Regions from separate parts of the Zea mays genome. Here region 2 is linked to region 1. Evidence: chromatin contacts called from public Hi-C data. All regions are on one chromosome and are shown on one strand. Each heading gives the region's core, a stretch centred on a gene start, on an enhancer-like site or on the middle of the called end of the contact. The rest is flanking DNA. Distances are from core to core; before and after follow the strand shown.

Region 1 (4,202 bases), core at 854-3,353:
TTTGGCACCTGTAGAACTTATAATCTAGAGCAAACTAGTAAGTCCAATTTTTTGTGTTGGACAATTCAACCACCAAAATCATTTAGGAAAAGGTGTAAGTCTATTTCCCTTTCACAGAGGGCACGCCGAGTGACCACTATCGACATGACCGCAACTCCCTAAATACAGCCCAGACGCGTCCCCACTACCTCGAGGGGCCGGACGATCCTGTTCATAAAGGACAACAGCACAAGAGCTTTTACAGTGACCCGAATACCGGGTAGTGCGCAACAGATACACCATACATGGTGTACGCCTACGCACACCAATGACTGACACAGGCCCATGACGACATGCAAGACCGCACGACGCACGATTGACCTGCGGGACCCCCGCACACTACCACAAGGGTGTCAGCGGGAGACCAGCTATAGGGACCCATACAACGAGCGGACAAGATAGTATGCTATGATGAGAGTACGGCTACGCACGACCCTACGAACCACGCCACCCAAGGGCCACCGACCGAGCTCCCTCCAGTAGAATACAAGTCATCGTTGTAAAGTCCGACCCTTGAACTATAAAAGGGAAAGACCACCTCAACAATACAATGATCGGCACTACACTGAATTAGGGCGCAAGCCTGAACAAGTATAACCCACCTTCTCAAATCCACCGTTTGAGTCTCGGTGGCTCACCATTCGAAGTAAGTCCGCGCTAGCTTTCCCTCCCAACACAAATTTTACTGCTCCCTAGTTCTCGAAACCAGGGCACATTTGCCAATCAGAAATCCAGAAGTAGAACTACACATACTGTAATACTCAACTGTGCATGCTTTTTATCTGAATCTTGAAAATAATTTATTCCTGTTTCCTGTTAGTGAAGGCTATTCCTCAAGAGACTAAGAGGAAACACATGATGGCATGGATAGTTTTAGACCGTTGACCCTTAAAATTTCAGTCAATAAACAGTGACGAGCAGAGCAGCATGAACCCTGCCAATAGAGAAGCCCATGGAAACAGTACGTAAATTCAAGAAAGCAGGATAATGTTATCCATATGGGCGACTTTGTCCAAAACAGCATACTCTTATGAACAGATACATATCTTTTTTTTCCACGCGTCTCCATGTACATGATGTCTAGATACACAGTAGAAGTTATGTATTTAGAAAAGCCCAAACAACTTACAATTTGGAAATGAAGTAACTCATTTTTACTTTGTAATTCAAAGGTCACAAAATCTTCATAGCAAATAACAATATAATAGTCCATTTCCATCCCAAAGCCCCACAACTAATGTCACATCCGACAACATAATGATGAGTGATTGATCATTGATACAATACTCTACAAGTTCATTTGATTAACGCGCTTGAAAACCTATTTGTGCAATGCCACATCAATTCTCCACAAGTTCATAGAGGAGAATTCTCCACAAGCCACTCATCCATCCTTGCACTTAAAAGTTGATCCGAAACGAAGCATAAATTTGCAGGACCTCACCACTGAAAAGGCTTGTTCTAATCAGTCAATAATGACCTTGGCGCCAACTGCCTTCATTCGCTCGACAATCGCCTGAGCCTCCTCCTTGGATAGGCCTCCCTTGATCACCGCAGGCGCCTTCTCCACCAGCTCCTTGGCCTCCTTCAGCCCCAGGTCAGTGAATGACCGGATCTCCTTGATCACCTTGATCTTGCTCGCAGCATCGTAGGCCTCCAGCCGCAGCTCGAAGACCGTCTTCTCAGCTGCCGCCGCCGCCTTCTCACCCGCCGCGCCGGCCGTGGCGCCACCGCCGCCCAGCCCCGTGGCGGAGTTGAGGATGGCGATGGGTGGCGCGGAGGGGATGTCGAGGCGGCGGAGGAGGAGAGAGGACAGAGAAGCAGTCTCCGCGAGGGTGAGAGAGGAGACCTCCTCGACGAGGCGCCACACGCGGTCGGACGGCGGCGGGCGGGACGGGGAGGACGGGTCGAAGGTGGAGGGGTCGTAGTCGGTGGGGAGCTTGCGGACGTCGATGAGCTCCTCGGCAGCAGCGGTGGAGAATGCGGCGGAAAGGCGAGGGCGGCGAAGGAAGAGGCCGTAGCCGGAGCGGAGCAAGGAGGAGGCCATGGCGACGAGGCTAGGGTTCTGGCTGCGGGATGCAGCATGGGAGAGGAAGATGCGTTTGGAAGTTTGGATCTGGGCTTAGGCCCGTGTATAAAATTTCGGCCTGATAAGAAGAGATGGGTTCAGTTAGCAGTGCTGAAGCTTCTTAGATCACGGACGCATTTTGATTTGGAAATAACATGGGTAGTTCCTCCAAAAGACGCACATGGCTAGTTAACAGTGACTCGATCAGTTGAAGCATTGAGAAGTGTGTACATCAATCGAAGTGCCAGAAAACTCGAGGGTACAAAACATTGTGCCAGAAAACATCAAAGTTCATATCCATCACTTGAAATGAAAAATTGCAACTGCTACGGATCATCCAAGGAAATGCAAAGTTCATGAGCTTTGCTTAGGTCTACACCGATATAGTCTCACTACAGACTATATCAATTACCAATACAAAAATTGAGTGTACAAAAAGCCAATTGGGAATGTTCATCGTCGACGATTCCGTGTTTCCTCCGGAGTGTAGCTCTTTCTATGTCCGTCAGAAGATGTGAACAATGTCATAAGCAAATCTATATACGTCGTCAAGGATGAACTCATGCAGAAACGGACCAACACTGAAAACAGATGAATATAGATAGGAAAGACGCATAAACATGTTTTGAGTTTAGAAAAAAATAAACTGCTTTGCTGGTTCACTGATTGTTTTCTATGATTGTCTAAAATGTTGAATTTTTATTTATATTCCACAATGACAAAATATATGGCAGCAGTAAACACAAATCTGAAATATTCGTTGGTAGGCGTTCAGTCCCTCGATAATAGCAGCATGTTACCCAATCTACAACCAGTGGAGTATGAACATGTTGGTTTACCATCCCAGCCGGTTGCAATCTTCAGCCTATCTAATCAAATAATCTATATAAGCACAAGAAGAACAGAAATAAAGTATGAATAGTACTGTTTTTAAATTGTCAACGAAAAAGGATACGTCCAAAACAGCACGAATGACTGCAAAAGGAAATTGCACTGTATTAGGACATCATTAAACAACACGACAAGCAACAAAATATGACATGGCAGTAAACAAGGGCTTACCATCAGGCCACCAAAAACTCCTTCAATTGAAATCCTGGTCCAACTATCGAAGTACGCCTGGACTGAAAACTTTGACTTCGCTAAGAGCCCAATAGATGCAACCATCATTATCAGAAAGTAGAAGACAAACCCCATCAAGCCTGTGAATCCCCAGATTCCAGCAACAACTCCACCAATGATTGACAAGAATGTTCGACTGTAACATGCAAATACCTCATGTTTAGGAATTAGGATAAACCACCATAGTTAAAATAACAAACCAGTCAAGTATATTCAACATGAGAGGTCCTAATAATACATTAGAAGGGAAAGTTGAGGGGTGTGTCATCACACACACACAAAAAAATCTTCATACTTTATGGCCAGGCACAACACTAAAAATATGAAACTCTTTGCACATAAACACGCCTAGCGGATCTAAGGGAATCCGGAGTGTTGGGAATAAAGAGATCCTAGTAAGTTAGGGTCGACCTCATACAAAACAAGCTTGACTCTAAGGAGGTTCAAAGCAGAGAAATCTTGAAGGCGGGCCTTAAGGCAAAGACATGGTCTCAAGGACTAAAATATTCATTTGCATGTGCTGCAATAGTCGTAGCGCATCTGACAGTATGACACTGGCACCTTCCCCTGTCATGGCTGCCGCTGCGTGTGGAGGCCCTCACTGTGGCTGTGGTCGTCAGTCAGAACAGGAGGTGTGGAGTGGAGGGGATGGAGCAAGAATCACTGGGGTGTGGGCAGCAGACAACGTCTGCGCTGAGGCGCGCGGCGTAGGTGCAGGGGGCAAAACAGGTGGCACTGAGCTGGGGTGGTGATGAAGGGGGCACAGGTGGTAAATGCGGGTGGGGGCGGAGGTGCAGCTGGAGGACGCAGAGGAGACATGCAGATGCGACTGTGGGTAAGGATGAAAACGGTTAGAAAATCCGGTAATTTTCCGGTACCGTTTACCGGATTTTTTCGCCCATTTTCGGATTTATTGGGATATATGAAAAACGGTACGAAACTGGGATAATGGGTTCCGAAAACGGTACAATAA
Region 2 (4,202 bases), core at 848-3,347, 260 kb after region 1:
GCCTTCCATGTAGAGGGCGGGAGCAGGTGGAGCGTGGAGCGGATCGAGCGACGTTGGCGAGGAGAGAGCAAGCAGATCCCGTCCACGAGCAGCGATTTGGGCGCCGGCTTGCCTTCCATGTAGAGGGCGGGCGAGCAGCGATTTGGGCCTCGGCTTGCCTTCCATGTAGAGGGCGTGAGCAGGGAGAGCGCGGAGCGATCGAGCGGCGATGGCGAGGAGAGAGCAATGGCGCCGATGGGATCTACGGTGAGAGCAGGGAGAGCGCGGGCAGCCAGCGGGGCATGCTTTACCAAAGATTTGGGTAGACGCCCTCGCGTCTACTCTTATAGAGTAGCAGAGATTATACGGTAGAGTGAATAAATAATGCTTGACTCTTCCGCTCCGTTGGTTTCCCGGCTACTCGTGCGCTCCGTGTACTCCGGTGCGCGCTCGGCACGGGCGGCAGAGAGACGTGTGGGCGAGGGGACACGGCGGCCACTCACATAGTCACATCACCAACAGTGGCCGAAACGGCGGGATCAGAACAGATCGCGGGCGGCACGGGCGCCCACACCGCCCACCAAAGCCGGCCCGGCCCCCGTCCCGCCCACCGCGAGCGAGCCCCCAGTGCCCTCCACGCGCGTGCGCCGTCGCGCTCGGGGTCGAAGGCAGGGCCCCCGCCCGCACGCGCCGCTCGCCGTGTCGCGCGCCGGGCCGCGGACGTGGACCGCGGTTGAGTGCCCAATGATTGGCCTTATTTTACTCCCCGGCTGGCCGTTGCCCCCACGTTCTCGCGCCCCCATCGGCCAGCCATCCCCATCCCATGCTCCCTCCCCATCCGTTCCGGCCCTCGCGCCTTTTTTCTTTCCTCGTCCGCCGCCGCCGGTGCGTTCGCCGATTCGATTCCAGCGCCGCGCGCGCGGCCCCCGCCTTTTCTTTATCCCGGGAAGGAGAAAAAGCACACACCAGCACGTCACGTTGTTGCCTGCCACGCGCGGACGGACCGAGATTTTCCGAGAGACGGACGAGACGAGAATGGATCGAGCCGCAAACAACGCATGCATGCAGCCAAAAGCGCGTTACGTTACGTTACGTGCTCCTGACGTATGTCGAGGCGTGGAACGACAGGAGCATGCAAAAGCACTGCATGTTCGCATCGCACGCGGCTGACTGCTCGTTCGTCGCGGCGCGTGCCTACGTCGTACGTGGGTGGTGGTGGTCGACGTCGGCGGCCCCCACCGCCGATCGGAGCTAAGAACAGCTGACAGCCACGCCGCCGCGTCATGGAAAGGCGACGGCCGAGGACGGACGTTGCTTGCGCTGGCCGCGGGCGTGGCAGACATGTATGATGGACACCTTTCAGTACACAGATTTTGCCGATCATGAGTTCAGCAACACAAAAGCCTCTCGATCGATAATCTATATACCTTATCTGCTAGGTTGTTTTCCACGCTCAAAGATCTCCAACTCTCGAAGCAACAACAGGTCCACAGCCTCTTCGCGTGCACATATACATTCCCGGCCGGCACCAAACGGAGAGAAGAAGAAGAATGAGAAAAAAAAAAGGAAGCCTCCCCTTTTGTTTTTCTGATGGTCGGTCGCTAGCTGAAAAACCACGCTCTTTTCCCACCGTACCTCCCCGTCCGTCATGCGAGAGCATGCTAAGAGCAACTCCAATAGTTATGTAAATTTTAGGTCTCTAAATCATAGATTTAAGAAGTTGCTAAATGATTTTGAAGTAAAAAAATGTGAGTTCTCCAATAGTTTTTTAAATATAAGTTGTAATTTTGTTTTGTATTTATCCACATAAAAAATAAGTCACAAAAACTATATAATGCAGTCAACATTTTTGTTTAGAGAGTTGTTAAATGGTTGCCAAATGTAGAGAGAAAATGAGGTTAGATGACAAATTGTTAAATTTAGAAAGTTCGTTTAGAGAACTGTTGGGGAATAGTTTTTATGTTAACTACCTAAATTATTGATTTAAGAAGTCTTTTAGAGAACTACTGGAGTTGCTCTAATGCATGCATGCAGCATGCATCCTAAAGTCGATCACCTACCCGGCCGGAATACAAGAGGACGCACACAAACACGTCCGCAGCCTCAGTGGCCAGCAGGCAGCAGCAGCCCAGACGCACTAACAGCAGGCAGCAGCCTTCAGAGTCCGAGAAGAGTGTGCAGTGTGAGAGAGAATCTATCAAACTTGACCACCAGCGGAAATAAAGCCCTTTGTCCAGTCAGTGATAGGGACTGCTCTTTTCAGTCCTGCGCGCGGCCGGGCTTATGTAATATAATATGGTCCATGCATATATGCGATGCAACATAATCTATATGGATGCAAGCATACCCAGGAGTGGATATCTCAGGCTCGAAACGACGCTAGCCACGCATGTTTATCCATGCATTGCTGGAGGGTGTGTCTGATCGAGACGCACCAATAATCCATGCAATGGTATCTTCAACACGATCCATGCTTCGCTGCTAAAGCATTATGCATGCATGCATGCCCGATTGTCCACGCACGCTGAACACCCTGCCCACTGCCCTAGTCTCAGCCACGGCCTCGCACACAGGGCACACTGGGCACAGGCCTTGAGTTCCTTCCTTCGTCCTCTTCTTTCCGAAGCAAGTAGCGGTGACTGCGAGCTGTGTCTGTGTGGGATCATGGCTTTAAATTTGTCCGCCGCGCAGGAGGAGAGACGAGCCCATTGTTTCGCGCCTCTCGAGACCTGCAAAGAAGCCATACACTAGTACACTGCACACACACCAATGCAACCATCCATCCATTTTCCATAATTCGATCGAGGCGTCTGCGTCGTCTCCCTACTCTCTCCTTCCTTATTCTGCGTGCCGGTGTCGTCGTCCTCTCCTCCACGGACGGCATACAGTGGGGCGCCATTTCGCGTGAAAGTCATCAAAACTGCCTGTAAATTAACAAAAAAAAAAACTCCCACCCTTCTCTCCTACCATGGTGAGAATCCTATTCTTCTACGCCACACACACAACACACCAGTGTGGCGCTTTTGGGGGGAATCATTAACAATGCAAAGCAAGGATAACAAAGTTGCATAACACTGGGACCGTACTGCCGGCCGTTTCCTCTGACAATGGTCACACGCGTGCGTGCTGCTGCCTCTACTTTGCATGCTCGGAATGGCTAGAGAGAGAGAGAGAGAGGAGGAGGAGGAGGAGGAGGAGGAGGAGGAGGAGGAGGAGGAGGAGGAAGAAGAAGGAAGGAAGGAACTGACTGAAGCTTCCACGGCGAGCTGCATAGTGTCACGCACATGGGAAAAACTAAGTGCGGTTAAGTTGGTGCCTAACCGCACCCCGGCCCTTTAACAAACCCTAACCCCTACTACTAATTATTTCGAGAGATAGAAGCTACAGCACTGACGAGCCAATGCATGCATTTTCCTTAACCAAGTGATGAGCCACAAACAAGCAACAGTCGTATTTACATTTTTTTTCCTTTCCCATCTCTCACATTACATTTTATGCCTTGTTCGGTTGCATATGTATAAAGATAGGATTGAGGAGATTAAATATTCTTTTATTCACTTTTGGAATAGCAAGAAAATTTAATTCTTTCTATTAAGTTGAATGCACACACAATTCAATCCAAAAGCTTGAACTTATAGGTGAAGTTGGACAGTTCACATATATTATATTATAGCACTCACCTCGAGCCTCTCTTCAGTCTTAGACGTGGAATAGGAGCGAGCAACAATTATTTTATTTAATTGCGCTAGCCAGGATTTGAACTCAAGACATCTAGCTCCGATACCATATTAAGTTGCATACACCGATCAATTCAACCCAAAAGTTGAAGTTTATAAGTGAAGTTTCATAATTCACTTATATTATATTCAAACACTTCCAGCCCTATTGAGTCCTCCCTAACCGAACAAGCTCTTAATACATACAACTAAAAACTAGTTGTAGTAGTAATCCAAACCGGTAAAAAAACGTAGAATTTGAAGACTGTATCTCCATCCATCATCCGGCAATTTAGTACTGGTACTCTTCAGCCAGCAAGGTTCAGTAGCATATAGATAGATGCCCAACAATCTAGCCTTCTCAAATCCATGCATTCTTTTGGACCAGCGGCGCGGTTTGATAATCATAGGAACTTTTCTGTCCGCCATTATTACCGTTTCCTCATTCTTCAATCATTTCGATCGTGGCAGCCGCGCGAGGACAGAAAAAAGTATATTTCCCTTCAG

Evidence for each region. Hi-C and Micro-C count contacts between places; a contact is called where the count stands out from the background.
Region 2: a Hi-C map of leaf shows a contact between it and region 1, with 6 times the contacts expected there. The contact joins the enhancer-like site here to the promoter of LOC100286104 in region 1. A contact is called at or near these places in 4 of 25 Hi-C or Micro-C datasets (ear, leaf, leaf mesophyll and 1 more).

The regions. Positions count from the first base shown.
Region 1 is chr8:67,399,139-67,403,340 of Zm-B73-REFERENCE-NAM-5.0, forward strand. LOC100286104 (39S ribosomal protein L12) reads right to left here and starts at 2,104. Exons shown (of 1, transcript NM_001158992.2): 1 at 1,174-2,104. The coding sequence starts at 2,086. The coding sequence ends at 1,505. It overlaps LOC100383916 (Rab5-interacting family protein), which reads right to left. Exons shown (of 4, transcript NM_001355672.1): 2 at 3,170-3,365; 3 at 3,063-3,082; 4 at 2,295-2,643. The coding sequence ends at 2,613.
Region 2 is chr8:67,658,409-67,662,610 of Zm-B73-REFERENCE-NAM-5.0, forward strand. No RefSeq gene overlaps it. Among protein-coding and RNA genes, the nearest start is that of TRNAD-GUC, 6.8 kb to the right of the region's middle. Within about 2 kb of position 2,098, at least 13 of the 20 cell types and tissues checked have an H3K27ac peak or open chromatin away from gene starts, as enhancers often do. A contact at or near this core is called in ear, leaf, leaf mesophyll and 1 more, where this site is marked.